Linked DNA regions of Mus musculus: region 2 is linked to region 1. The links are chromatin contacts, called in public promoter capture Hi-C maps. All regions are on one chromosome and are shown on one strand. Each heading gives the region's core, a stretch centred on a gene start, on an enhancer-like site or on the middle of the called end of the contact. The rest is flanking DNA. Distances are from core to core; before and after follow the strand shown. Region 1 holds the start of Wtap (Wilms tumour 1-associating protein). Region 2 holds the start of Phf10 (PHD finger protein 10).

What was found. Promoter capture Hi-C pulls out the DNA fragments that hold promoters and counts their contacts.
Region 2: a promoter capture Hi-C map of erythroid cells shows a contact between it and region 1, with 12 times the contacts expected there. The contact joins the promoter of Phf10 here to the promoter of Wtap in region 1. A contact is called at or near these places in 4 of 39 promoter capture datasets (the C10 cell line, erythroid cells, liver and 1 more) and 2 of 115 datasets of contacts at active chromatin or transcription factors (astrocytes and stem cell-derived neural progenitor cells).

Annotation. Positions count from the first base shown.
Region 1 is chr17:12,989,503-12,995,934 of GRCm38.p6, forward strand. It overlaps Wtap (Wilms tumour 1-associating protein), which reads right to left and starts at 2,757. Exons shown (of 8, transcript NM_001113533.1): 1 at 2,575-2,757.
Region 2 is chr17:14,957,850-14,964,281 of GRCm38.p6, forward strand. Phf10 (PHD finger protein 10) reads right to left here and starts at 3,411. Exons shown (of 12, transcript NM_024250.4): 1 at 3,262-3,411; 2 at 1,570-1,676. The coding sequence starts at 3,345. It overlaps Gm3417 (predicted gene 3417), which reads right to left. Exons shown (of 4, transcript NM_001123368.1): 4 at 6,340-6,432. The coding sequence ends at 6,396.

The sequences.
Region 1 (6,432 bases), core at 1,507-4,006:
TGATAAAGTAAAGCTTCTAAAGACCACGATACAAGAAATACAACTCTATTATACACCAATAATCTAGATGGCTAACATTTACAAGAGGAGCCTACATTAGATACATATGACAAGAGGAGGCTTGAAAATTACAAGTTGCCGGGGCGTGGTGGCACACGCCTTTAATCCCAGCACTCCGGAGGCAGAGGCAGGCGGATTTCTGAGTTTGAGGCCAGCCTGGTCTACAAAGTGAGCTCCAGGACAGCCAGGACTATACAGAGAAACCCTGTCTCGAAAAACAAAACCGGGGCTGGTGAGGTGGCTCAGTGGTTAAGAGCACTGACTGCTCTTCCAGAGGTCCTGAGTTCAAATCCCAGCAACCACATGGTGGCTCACAACCATCTACAATGGGATCTGACGCCCTCTTCTAGTGTGTCTGAAGATAGCTACAGTGTACTCATATATAATAAATAAATAAATAAATAAATCTTTAATTAAAAAAAAAAGAAAAAGAAAAACAAAACCGGGGCCTAGCAAACACAGAAGTGGATGCTCACAGTCAGCTATTGGATGGATCACAGTGCCCCAATGGAGGAGCTAGAGAAAGTACCCAAGGAGCTAAAGGGATCTGCAAACCTATAGGTGGAACAACAATATGAACTAACCAGTACCCCCCTGGAGCTCCTGTCTCTAGCTGCATATGAATCAGAAAATGGCCTAGTCGGCCATCAGTGGAAAGAGAGGCCCATTAGTCGTGCAAACTTTATATGCCTCAGTACAGGGGAACGCCAGGGCCAAGAAGTGGGAGTGGGTGGGTGGGGGAGCGTGTGAGGGACTTTTGGGATAGCATTGGAAATGTAAATGAAATTTAAAAAAAGGAAAAAAATGAACTAGAAAAAAACCAAAACAAAAACAAAAAATACAAGTCATAACATAGTGTACAAACACACTCATCTGTTTAAGAGTGAAGAACTAAAGCACTCTTAGAAACCCATCTGCCCAAATCCTTAAAATTCAGTTTCAATCATATCAGAAGCCATCCTGTAGACTGCAACCTCCCCTAACTTGCCCCAGCAGTAGTGAATGAATGAGTGAAACCTAGCCACCTCAAAAATGTCTGTTTTCAATAGTTTCAAATCGTCTACATGTTTACCTATAAGAAAACATGATGCTTGGTTTAAAAGAAAAAAAAGCGTTTAAAAAAAAGGCATTTAAAAAATTTTTAAATTTATTATATGGTAAGTACACTGTAGCTGTCTTCAGATACACCAGAAGAGGGCTTCAGATCTCTTTATGGGTGGTTGTGAGCTACCATGTGGTTGCTGGGATTTGAACTCAGGCCTTTGGAAGAGCAGTCAGTTCTCTTAACCGCTGAACCATCTCTCTCCAGACCGCATTTAAAAATGTTTTATGAATGTTTTGCACGTATATATGTGCATCACGTGCACGCCTGATGCCACCCACTGAGGTCAGAAGTGGGAAGTCAAAATTCCAGAACAAGAGTTAAGGATGGTCAAGAGCCATCATTCCGGTGCTGGAAGAGAAACTGCTGAGCCAACTCTCCAGTCCCAAAGCTCAAACATAAGCTAAAGGGAAAGAAAGGTAGAATTTGTAGTAACTGATCTGTGACTTCCACCTATCTTTCCAAACAATAAAATTAACTAAATGAAAAGGCTAGGGTAGAGCGTGAAAACGATGAAAAAGGCGTAAATAAAACGTAGAGGATTATAACATGCTCCTTGAAGCTTTAACAGGCTCACCGATCTTTACAACCAGCTTACAGTGTATTCTTAGTCCTTTGGGGTCAAATTAACTGACTTCCTCATTCTCAAACCAAGAACTGTGGGCTCGGGGAATTGCTGAACGGCAGAAGGCTGGCCTAGCGTGCATGCACAAGGCCTAGCCGCCCCCCACGCCCATAAAACATGTACACAGAGAGGAAAACTTAGGTCTTGTTCTACCGTGCACCCGCTGTCTTATGCAAAACAATTTTAAATACGGTCAAATCAGCCATACAGAAATCCAAAACTAGACTAGAAGTTCACGAAAAATTCCACTAAGCTGTCAAAAAAAAAAAAAAAAAAGAACTACTCTCACAATGCATGCACTTATGTAAAAATGGAAGTCCACAGGTGAACGTGGTTGCAAAGACAAGCTACTACGTGGTACGGAATTGTTTTTAACAAAAAAAAAACCCAAAAAACAAAACAGAATGCTTCACTTGTGCCATACAGAACTGTGGGTACCTCTGGGTCCCCGGTGACGAACCCTGGAAGGTGGGAGGGGGCGACAGAGGCGGGGAAAGGACCGGCATGGCCAGTCAGCCCCGAGAGGGCGGCCTCCGGCCTCCCCGCCTCCCCGGCCGCGGGAACGCCCGCCCTGTCCCCTGCCGTCAGGGACGGAAGTAGAATGGCCGCGAAGCGGTGCAAGGATCCCCACGGGCAGCAAACCGCTCTGCCTAACGGGAAACCTGCACGGCCGCAGGCCCGGTCGCCCTTCCGGCCCGGAGTGCATTTCCCCGGGTCTAGGGCGGCCGCGCCTCGCTCCCCGGCCCCACAGGCCCTCGTGGCCATTCCCGCTGCGGGCTGCACCTACCTTCCCAGCCCGAGGCTGCGCGGGCGCCGCCAGTCACACAGGCCGAGGCCGCGCCGCCGCCGGCCCCCCCGCGCTCCTCCCGCCGCAGCGCTGGCGAGAACCTTTATTTGCGGGTCTCGCAGCCACAAAATGGCGCTGAGGGAGGAAAGCCGGCCCTGCCGCCGGCCCCGCCCCGCCCGGACTGCGCCCCGCCCCGAGCGCGCCGCGGAGACCCCGCCCGTGGCCCACTCACCCGAGACGCGCCTCTCGGGCGCCTCCTCGGTCACCGCGCCGGGCGCCTCTGGAGAGAAGGGGCGAGGGGCGGCCGGCTCGGCCCCGCTCGGGACCTCGGGGCGCGGAGAGGCAGCGGCACTACGCCGCCGCCGCACGGAGACAGTCCGCGGAAGCCCGCACCGGCCCCGTCGGGGCTCTGCAAGCTCAGCGGGGCTGGGAAGGGAAGCGGCCGGAGAGAAGGGCGGGCCCGCGAGGTCGGAGGTCACCCGCGAGGCATCTCGGGACGACGGCCGCTGCCGGACAAGCTCGGCGGGGCCACCTGCGGCTGCTGCGCGGCCTGGGCGGAGGAATCCGAGCCGACAAGCGCGTGATTGGCTCTTCCAGGCAGTCTCACAGCTCAGGATGCTTCCGCGCATCGTGCCGGAACGGGGAGACAGCGGCTTCATGCTTAAGCGCCCCTCGTTTTAAGTTGGGGGCGGGGGAGGGGGACTTAGAAGCCGTCGCCGTTCTTGGGGCCGCCGGCTTTGCCCCGGGGCGTCTTTGGGTTTGAGTCGAGGAGCCAGGAGGCTGCGCGTGTGGGCAGACTGGAAGCCCCGGGAAGGCAGCCGGGTGAGGGTTCTGGAGTACTCTAGCAAGAACAGCGGTGCTCGGCAGTCTCTTCAGCACTTCCCAGATGGGACAGTCATATTTAGGCTTAGTCGGTTTTATGAGCCCGGTTAATCCCCAGCGTAGGTGCCCTGCCTGAGATCATTTATAAGGATACAGTTACAGTAGAGACCAGATGCCACCACTAGGTAGTTTACATCGCAGGGTCCTTGGAAAACTAAAGAAAATGGAGAAGGACGTGAACAGATGGTTCACAGATCCTTAAAATATTCCATAGAAGGAGGATCAACTTTGTTTATAATGGAAATATACATTGAAATCCTGTTTCCTGGTGAGGATGCAGACATTAATAGTTATGTGTTACTTTGGAATGAGTCCTGGCTTGAGTGAATAAAGCAAGGTGTAGAAATACATATACACATATATGTAGGCACATATCGAGAAAATGGAAGAATATTGCAGAAACTTAATAGTTACTCAAAAGAGGGTAATGGCTGTAGGAGATAAAGGTAGAAACAGCAAGACTTGTGAGTTTTCAAAACTTATGAAACGAATAGGTAAAACAAGAAAATCCCTCCAGAGTCCAAAACAAATTGAAAGGAATCAATTCAAATTAAAATTGATAGCGGAACTGAAAGATACACAAAAGAAAGAATATAGCTGCAGTGTTTGAATTTCATGCTCTGGCTCTGTGCCTACAGAGGGCTCTGTCCTAGATACCTAAGAATCACTCAGTTTCACTAAGTGATTTGTAGTTATAACATTGTTGCTATGGTTTTGAAGTTACATATATTGTAGTACAAACATTTTAATGTTACTTTCTTCAAAGATTTCTAGTGTAAAAGATAATGAGATACAAATTCAAATACCAAAGAAGTTCAGAGACACTATTTTAAATTTAAAGATTAACTTGGGGCTGGAGAGATGGCTCAGTGATTAAGAGTACTTGTTGCTCTTTCAGAGGACCTGGATTCAATTTCCAGCACCCACATCATGGCTCACAATTGTAACTCTAGTTCCAGAAGACCTGATGACCATTTCTGGTCTTGGTAGGCATATTGTGGTACAGACACATATATTTGAACACATTGTACTAGTCAGGGTTCTCTAGAGTCACAGAACTTATGGGTAGTCTCTATATAGTAAGGGAATTTGTTGATGACTTACAGTCTGTAGTCCAACTCCCAACAATGGTCAGCAGCAGCTGTGAATGGAAGTCCAAGGATCTAGCAGTTGTTCAGTCCCACAATGCAAGCAGGTGAAGGAGAGAGAGCAAATCTTCCTTCTTCCAACGTCTTTTTGTAGGCCTCCAGCAGAAGGTGTGGCCCAGATTAAAGGTGTGTGCCACCTTGCCTTTAACCACAGCTGACCTTGAACTCAGAGATCTCCCTGTCTTAATTTCCTGGAATTCATATCCACCATGCCTCTAGATCTCCATGCCAAGATCCAGGTCAGAAACTTGTATCTCCCAGCCCCCAGATTGGAGTGGTGAGCCTTCCAATTCTGGATTGTAGGTCAATTTGACTACATCTGGGATTAAGTAAAACTCAAATAACTGTGAGGGATTGTTTCTTAATTGAATTGTTAGAAGTAGGGAGACCTACTGCTAATCAGGATTTGAGGTAGAAAGATAAACCTTTGATCCAGATCTTTTGAAGTGGAAAGGTCCAACTTTATTTATTTTGGGGTTGTGGTTCGAGACAGGGTTTCTCTGTGTAGCCCTGGCTGTCCTGGAACTCACTCTGTAGACCAGGCTGGCCTTGAACTCAGAAATCTGCCTGCCTCTGCCTCCCAAGTGCTGGGATTAAAGGCATGCACCACCACTGCCCAGCCCTTTCAGTGTTTTTGATTCACCATTTTCCTTGAGAGAGGAAACTCTAAAGGCTTCCATTTAGCCTTTCCAAATATAACAGCCCTTATTCCACAGGTCGGGGAACTAATGTAGTGTGATGGTTTGTATTTACTTGGAGTAGGGGGTGGCACTTTTAGAAGGTGTGACCCTGTTGGAGTAGGTGCATCACTGTGGGTGTGGGCTTTAAGACCCTCATCTGGCCCGGTAGTGGTGGCACACACCTTTAATCCCCAGCACTTGGGAGGCAGAGGCAGAAGCAGGTGGATTTCTGAGTTTGAGGCTAGCTGTTCTACAGAGTAAGTTCCAGGACAATCAGGGCTACACAGAGAAACTGTGTCTGTCTCAAAAAACAAAACAAAACAAAACAAAGACCAAACCAAACCAAACCAAACCAAACCCTCATCCTAGCTGCCCAGAAGCCAGTGTTCTGCTATGCTAGCAGCCTTCAGATGAAGATGTAGAATTCTCAGCTCTTCCTGCACCATGCCTGCCTGGTTGTTGCCATGTTCCTGCCTTGATGAAAATGGACTGAACCTCTGAACCTGTAAGTCAGCCCCAATTAAATGATGTCCTTATAAGAGTTGCCTTGGGTTGCAGACCCCTTCAGCTCCTTGGGTACTTTCTCTAGCTCCTCCCCTGGGGGCCCCGTGTACCATTGTATGGATGACTGTGAGCATCCACTTCTGTATTTGCTAGGCACTGGCATAGCCTCATATGAGACAGCTGTAACAGGGTCCCTTCAGCAAAATCTTGCTGGCATAAGCAATAGTGCTGGGTTGGTGGTTGATTATGAGATGGATCCCCGGTGGAGTAGTCTCTAGGTGGAACAACAATATGAACTAACCAGTACCCCCAGAGCTTGTGTCTCTAGCTGCATATGTAGCAGAAGATGGCCTAGTCGGCCATCATTGGGAAGAGAGGCCCCTAGGACTTGCAAACTTTATATGCCCCAGTACAGGGGAACGGCAGGGCCAAGAAGTGGGAGTGGGTGGGTAGGGGAGCAGGGCAGGGGGAGGGTATAGGGAACTTTTGGGATAGTATTTTGAATGTAAATAAAGAAAATATCTAATAAAAAAAAGAGTTGCCTTGGTCATGGTGTCTGTTCACAACAGTAAAACCCTAACTAAGACATGTAGAATGCTGCCAATCTCTAAGTATATCTATCTCTGGGGAAGGGCTGGGGAAAA
Region 2 (6,432 bases), core at 2,161-4,660, 2.0 Mb after region 1:
AACTTCTAAATTAGAGGCAGGAGTACAACCACGGTTTGCTTCATTTATTCATTCAAAAACTAGCTCATGAAGCACCCAAACCTGGTGCTACAAAAGAACAGAAACACGCAAAGCTACAGAAAAGACCCTCACCTCCTGTCACATCACATCCAAAAGGTAGCTCAGAATGAATTAAAATCCTAAATGTAAGAGCTGCCTAGAAAACCCTATGTTAGCAACAGATTCTTAGACTTAACACTCAAAACAAAAGTTATAAAAGCAGACATTAAAGTTAGATTTTAGAAAGTGACACTATCAACTACAGGGGGAAAGAGCCAGAGTGCTGGGAATTACTTACAAACCTGATAAAGGAATTCATATGCAGAATACATAAAGGAGCCCCATAACTCATCAGCACAAAATAAAAGAGAAATGGACAGCTGGGCACAGTGGTGCATGCCTTTAATCTAGCTCTGTGAGCCAGCCTCATGTACATAGTAAATTCAAGGACAGCCAGAGAAACATACTAAGACCCTGTCTCAAAAAAACAAAAACAAAAACAAAAACAAAAACTGGGGTAGGGGTGGAGAAATGGACAGAGAAGTAAATAGACATTTCTCCAAAAACATAAATCAAATGATCAAAGAGCACCTAAAAAATATTCGGCAAGCACCACTAGCCATGGTATACAACACAGAATCACAGTGGGTGATCACCTTATGTCTTTCTGGACGCCTATCAGCAAAATGAGCAAAAATAATGTTGCAAGGTGTATTGTTGGTGGAAATGCAGACTGGTACTACTGCTATGGAAATGTATGGAAGGTCCTTAAAAAGTCTGAAGACAGAATCAACGTGTGGTACAGCTTTCTACTTCTAGTTATATACCAGAGTATTAAGAACAGGGGTCTGAATGCCAGTGTTCACTTCAGCATTAACTACCCCAGCCTGCAGGTGAATGAGCACAATGTAGCAGAACATACGATGGAATATTGTTCAGACTTAAGGAGCTCCAACACGATGAACCTTGAAGATACTATGGTTATGGGTAAGCCAGATAACACGGGGCAGGTACTGTCTGGTTCATACTCAGGGCAGGAAGTAGAACTGTGGTAACCAGCAGCTGGAGGCAGGAAGGGATGGGAGGTACTGGAGGGTTAGGCAGTTTGAGTTACTAAAGTTTTGGAAAGGGCCGAGAGTGATGGTTGTACTGAAATATACTCTTTATATATAAAAAGTGTTACAATGGTGAGTTTTATATACCTACTTTACCATAACTTTTTAACAGTTATCAGGAGTGAGACCTACTTTGATAGTATATGACTTTTTTAGAAGATTTGTTTGTTTGCTCTCTATACAGACATTTGTGGAGGCCGGAATGGACCATGAGATCCTCCAGAGTTTACAGGAGCTTATGAGATGAGATGTGGGGCTGCTAACCAACCTCCAGTTAAGCAAGCACTCTTAACTTCTGAGCCATTTCTCCAGCCAACACATATAATTTTTAATAACTGTTTCTGCTGCCTGGAATAGGCAGGAGAAGAAGAAGTGAGCAAAAGTCTACGAAAGTTACTACTGAACCTTAAAGTACCTAAGATCTTGACTTGAAGTCTCACAACTTCTTGAGCTGTCTCCTGAGCCCATTCGCCTCCTTTTACATGGATGGGTCCCATCATTTGAGTTATCTTCATTATCATCCTGTACATTTAAATGATTAAAAAATTAGAAAATTTAAGAATGAATAAAACTAAAATCTGACCTTTAATCGAAATGAAATTAAATTTTCAACTGTATTTTAAATGTACTCTGCTTTCACTTTCTTACCAACTAGATTGTGTTCAAACATCTGCTTTTTAGTAGCCACACCACTTTAAAAATCAAAGCAAGCCTTCCTATTTGAGCTGGGAAATAAATACTAGTAAGTTTCATAGTACCCTTCAGCTTACAACTGGCCCCCCGGAGGCGCATTTTAATTAGCTACTTTGGAGATGAAGAAGGACTGGATACAGGTTACCACGTCTAACTACATTCCTTTTCTTCTGCGGCAGAAATTCAACACTTTGTGATAAACTCATAGGAGATATAGGTTGTTGAGCCATTCCATTAAGGAAATAAGTAATCAAATGTTTTAAAAACAATTCATTACGTTAATTAATAGGCTTAAACTCCTATTTTTTTTTTAAATCAAGGTACTATAGCTCCTAACACTACTACTCTTACTATAAATTTCAATAAAGGCCCACGGAAGGGAATGAAAAGGCAGCACAGGCTAGCATGCCAAGTCAGCATGGCACTGCGGGCTGCCAGAGAATCTTACTGAGCACTGCCCTCCACCAGCTGTGTGCTGCAAGCTTCTCCCCAGTCCTAAAGCCTAGGTGGCTGATGCAAGGATGCAGTGAAGTGATCACATAAGAGCCAGGTAGCACATAGCTGTCTGATATATGTTAACGTTGTGATTAGCAGTGACTTTATATTTCATTATGTCTCCAGCACCTAGGAATTTACTAAAATTACTTTCCAAATTAAAAAAGAACATAGAAATCATTCCCCTTTTCACTCTTCAAGAATGAAATCAAGTAGACTTAATATTCCCTTTTAAAGCTAACAATCAAGAAGTTGAAAGATAATTAAATTTCTTAGTATGTTTTTCACTGTATTCATGGTCCATACTGGCTTGACACCGTTAATTTTAAGCACTATTTTATTAATTTGTGGACATTTTAAGGATTTCTGTATGTCAATACTTTTACTTAAAAACAATGATCCTCTCGAAAAGAAACAATAACGGAAGTTGACACAGAGTTTACCAGCTCACAACTGTAGGAATCCTAAGGGCTACGTTCCAGGTAAGGCCCTCCCCTCCGCACCATCCTCGGTCAGGACAGGGAGCCAGCAGCCCCCTGCGAGCAGTCAGAGACCCCACCAGGGAGGACCGGCACGTGGCGGGGGCCACCTCGGCTGGCCGGGTCTGTGGGTGTGAAACCACGTTCTGCCAACTCGGGACCCCGAGCGCACGTCCCGCTCAGCGTCTCCCCGACTGAGATCCCCAAGGCCGCCAACTTTTCCGACTTTCCCAGGCTGGGGGCGCTTCGTCTCAAGCACTCTTCCCGAGTCCCCCGGTCCCAGCTATTCCCGGACAACTTCCCACCCCGCCGCGCAGGTCTCCCCGACGTCCGCGCCCACTGTCCGCCGCACTTGTTGCTCCAGGACCCGCCGCCCGGTCTCCTCTTCTCTCCCGAGCCCGGCCTGGGCCGCTGCCCCTTGGGCAGCGCGCTCCGCTCACCTTTGGGGACTGCGCTCCGGGGGAGGCCGGGTCGCTGTCGCACCGCCCCGGGGACAGCGCCGCCCCGGGCCCGGCCGCTGCCATCAGCCCAAGCGCCCCGCGCCTCCGTCGTCGTCGCCGCCTTCGCCTAGTCCCAGCGGCCGCCGCCGCCGCCGCTGCCGCCGCTGTCGCGCGGGCCGCCCGGCGCCCCGGCCCCGCCCCCTCCGCCCGCCCGCCCGGGGGCCGGCCCCTGCCGCCGCGCGCCCCGCGGCCCGCCAGCGCCACCGCCATGGCCGCCAGCGCGCTGCCGGCCGGGACCCGCACGCCGCTCACGTCAGCCGGCCGCAGCTGCGCGGCTCCGCCGGCCTCGGCCGGGGCCTTGCCGCCTTGCCGCCTTCACCCGGCGCGCCGCGCCCGGCCTGAGCTCCGCTGGCCAGCCACCGCCTCGGTCCCGGCCCCACCCGGGTTCCTGGCCGCCTGGCGAGCTCGCTGCCGCCCCTTCCCTGCGCCCCCGGCCCGGCCCTCCGCGTCAGCCGCGGCTCCGCGCCGCCCCGCCCCGCCGCGGTCCCGCCCCCTCCCCTCCTCCGCTGCGCGTCAGCCGGGGGTCCTCAGTCGGCGGTGCCTGCCTTGTCCCCACCTGGGTCCCTAGCCCCTCCCCTCAAAGATGTGTCTTCACCACGCTTGTTCTCCAATCCCTCCCCCGTACCCAGCTCCTCCCCTCAGCCCGGGGTCGCCACCACGCCGCCGTGTCCTCCCCACTCCCGATCATCAGCACCTTAGCTGAGGGTCCCTACCGCGCGGTATCCTCCCACCAACCCCACCCCTACCGGTCCCCAGCCCCTCCTCTCAGCCCGGGGTCTCCACAGCCGCGGCGACCTCCCCTTCTCCACCAGGGTCCTCGCTCCCTTCTGTAAATGAAGGATTAGTGTCCTCAGCCCACTTCCTCCTCTCTCGCAGCCCTTAGGGTCAACCACCCCAGGAGCTCCGCCTCCTCCCTCTTTGAGATCCCCTTCTCCTGAGTCCTTTCTGACTTCTCCACCCCACCTCTCCATCTTCACTCCACACACCCCAGGATCCCCAAGGCGCTCTTGGCTCATTTGTTCTACAACTGCTTCTCCTGTGACCTTGGCGTAGTGGCCCCCATGGCCACGGGAAAAGTCACAGCAGCACTCAGGTTGAACGGAACCCAGTCAGGCAAGGAGAACATAGGGAAGGTTCCCAAAATCATATGACAGAGTCAGCACAGTCACCTGCAGGACACAGGATTGGGAATTCCTGGAAATGGAAGCCAATTGTCCAATGGTGTTTGGACAGGATTTATATTGATGTTAGTGCTTAGACTTCGCCACAGGAAAGGCCGTACCCCACCCTTTGAAAAGAGCACCAGGAAGACAACAGGTCCAATGGACAAAGGCAAGGGGCAGAGAGGCAGGCCTACATCCCCCACCCCCCATCCCCTCCACTCCCCACAACACTTCCAAGAATGTAGGGGACCAAACCAGAAAAGGTGGTGGTGATCTAGCTCTTGGATTTTAGAATTCGAGTTCCCTTTCACAGCCACAGCTTCTAGCTCCAGAAAGTAAGCCCAGCACTTCTCTCCTCCTTTGAAATATATATAGTGTATCCACATGAAGTATAGAGCCGACAAATAATGTAGAGGTGAAGGGAGTGCCTGCCATAGAGCAGGATGTCTGCAGCTTCAAGATAAAGTGATACACAAATATATATAACTGAACTTAAGGGCATCGTAGGTGGGAAAGAGCATACTTGCAATTAAAAAACAAAAAGATTTTAATGTTATAAAATTTGAAAGTTAAGAAATGAGAGAGGGGGCCGGGCGTGGTGGCACATGCCTTTAATCCCAGCACTCGGGAGGCAGAGGCAGGTGGATTTCTGAATTCGAGGCCAACCTGGTCAACAAAGTGAGTTCCAGGACAGCCAGGGCTATACAGAGAAACCCTGTCTCGAAAAACAAACAAAACAAAACAAAACAAAACAAAACAAAACAAAAAGAAGGAAAAGAAAAAGAAAAAAGAAAGAGAGAGACGAGAGACAAATATAGTATATATAATGTGGAACCTGGGATTTGTCTAGTTCTTTCCCTGATGTAAAAAAGTACTCTGACCAAGCAACCTATGGGAGAAAGAGTTTCTCTGGCTCCGTTCAAGTGTACATACAGTCCAGGGGTCACATCACCACCCAGAGTGCAAAGAGAATGCTCTCAACTCAATCTTTCCTTTCTGTGTGGTCCAGGATCCTATACCAGGCTCTGGTGCTACGCACAGTGGTCTTGTCTTGCCACCTCAATCTAATCAAGCTATTCCACAAGCATGTCCAAAGACTAAACGAACCTAGATAACCCCTCACAGGTATTACAGATGATTCTAGATTCTCATCAAGTATACAACTGAGATTAAGTACCGCCTGTTTCAAGACAGAAAAGGGATAACAATTTGGAAAACAGGAAGTATGTTCAGGTTTATCCTTTATTCTAGTTTGGCTTGAGAACAGGGCAAATGAAAAGTTAAGAGTTAAAGACTGGAAACAATGTGACACAAACTGAGGACAAGGATGTAGAGTTAAGACTGGCTTAAATCTAAGCTTTAGAGGAGGAGGGATCTAGATAAGAAAACACTAGTACTTTATCATTTTTGCTTTAAGCTTAGGGAGTCCTTTCAAAAGAACGAACACAAAATATTAAAACACTATCCAAAATGCATCTGCCCTTGTAAGTTTTCCAAAATGTATCTTGTATTTACATTACTTGAGACTTCCACTTAATTTCCTATGGCAAGCCCTAAATTTATTTTACTTATTTCTGAGACACACTCTCAGACTTGTCTATCCTGGAGCTGACTATGTAGACCAGGCTGGCCTGGAACTCAGAGATCCATCCCCCTGTACCTCCCAAATGCTGAGATTAAAAAGGCACATGCCACCATGCCTGGCTATCCTAATTTTCTTAAACCTAAGAATAATTATACTTCTGTGTTGGAATATGTAAGAATTCATACCTACCTTTTCTACTGCTCTGAGGTAACATATATTAACAAGTAAGTATAACTGGCTTTCGCATGTGTAAGGTAACACGAGGCTCACAGATCTGTATATATCATTTATTTTGAAGGATGGGGGGTGAAAATGCTGGTCCTGAGCTATTCACAATAGAGAGCAAACACCAAGGCCAATACC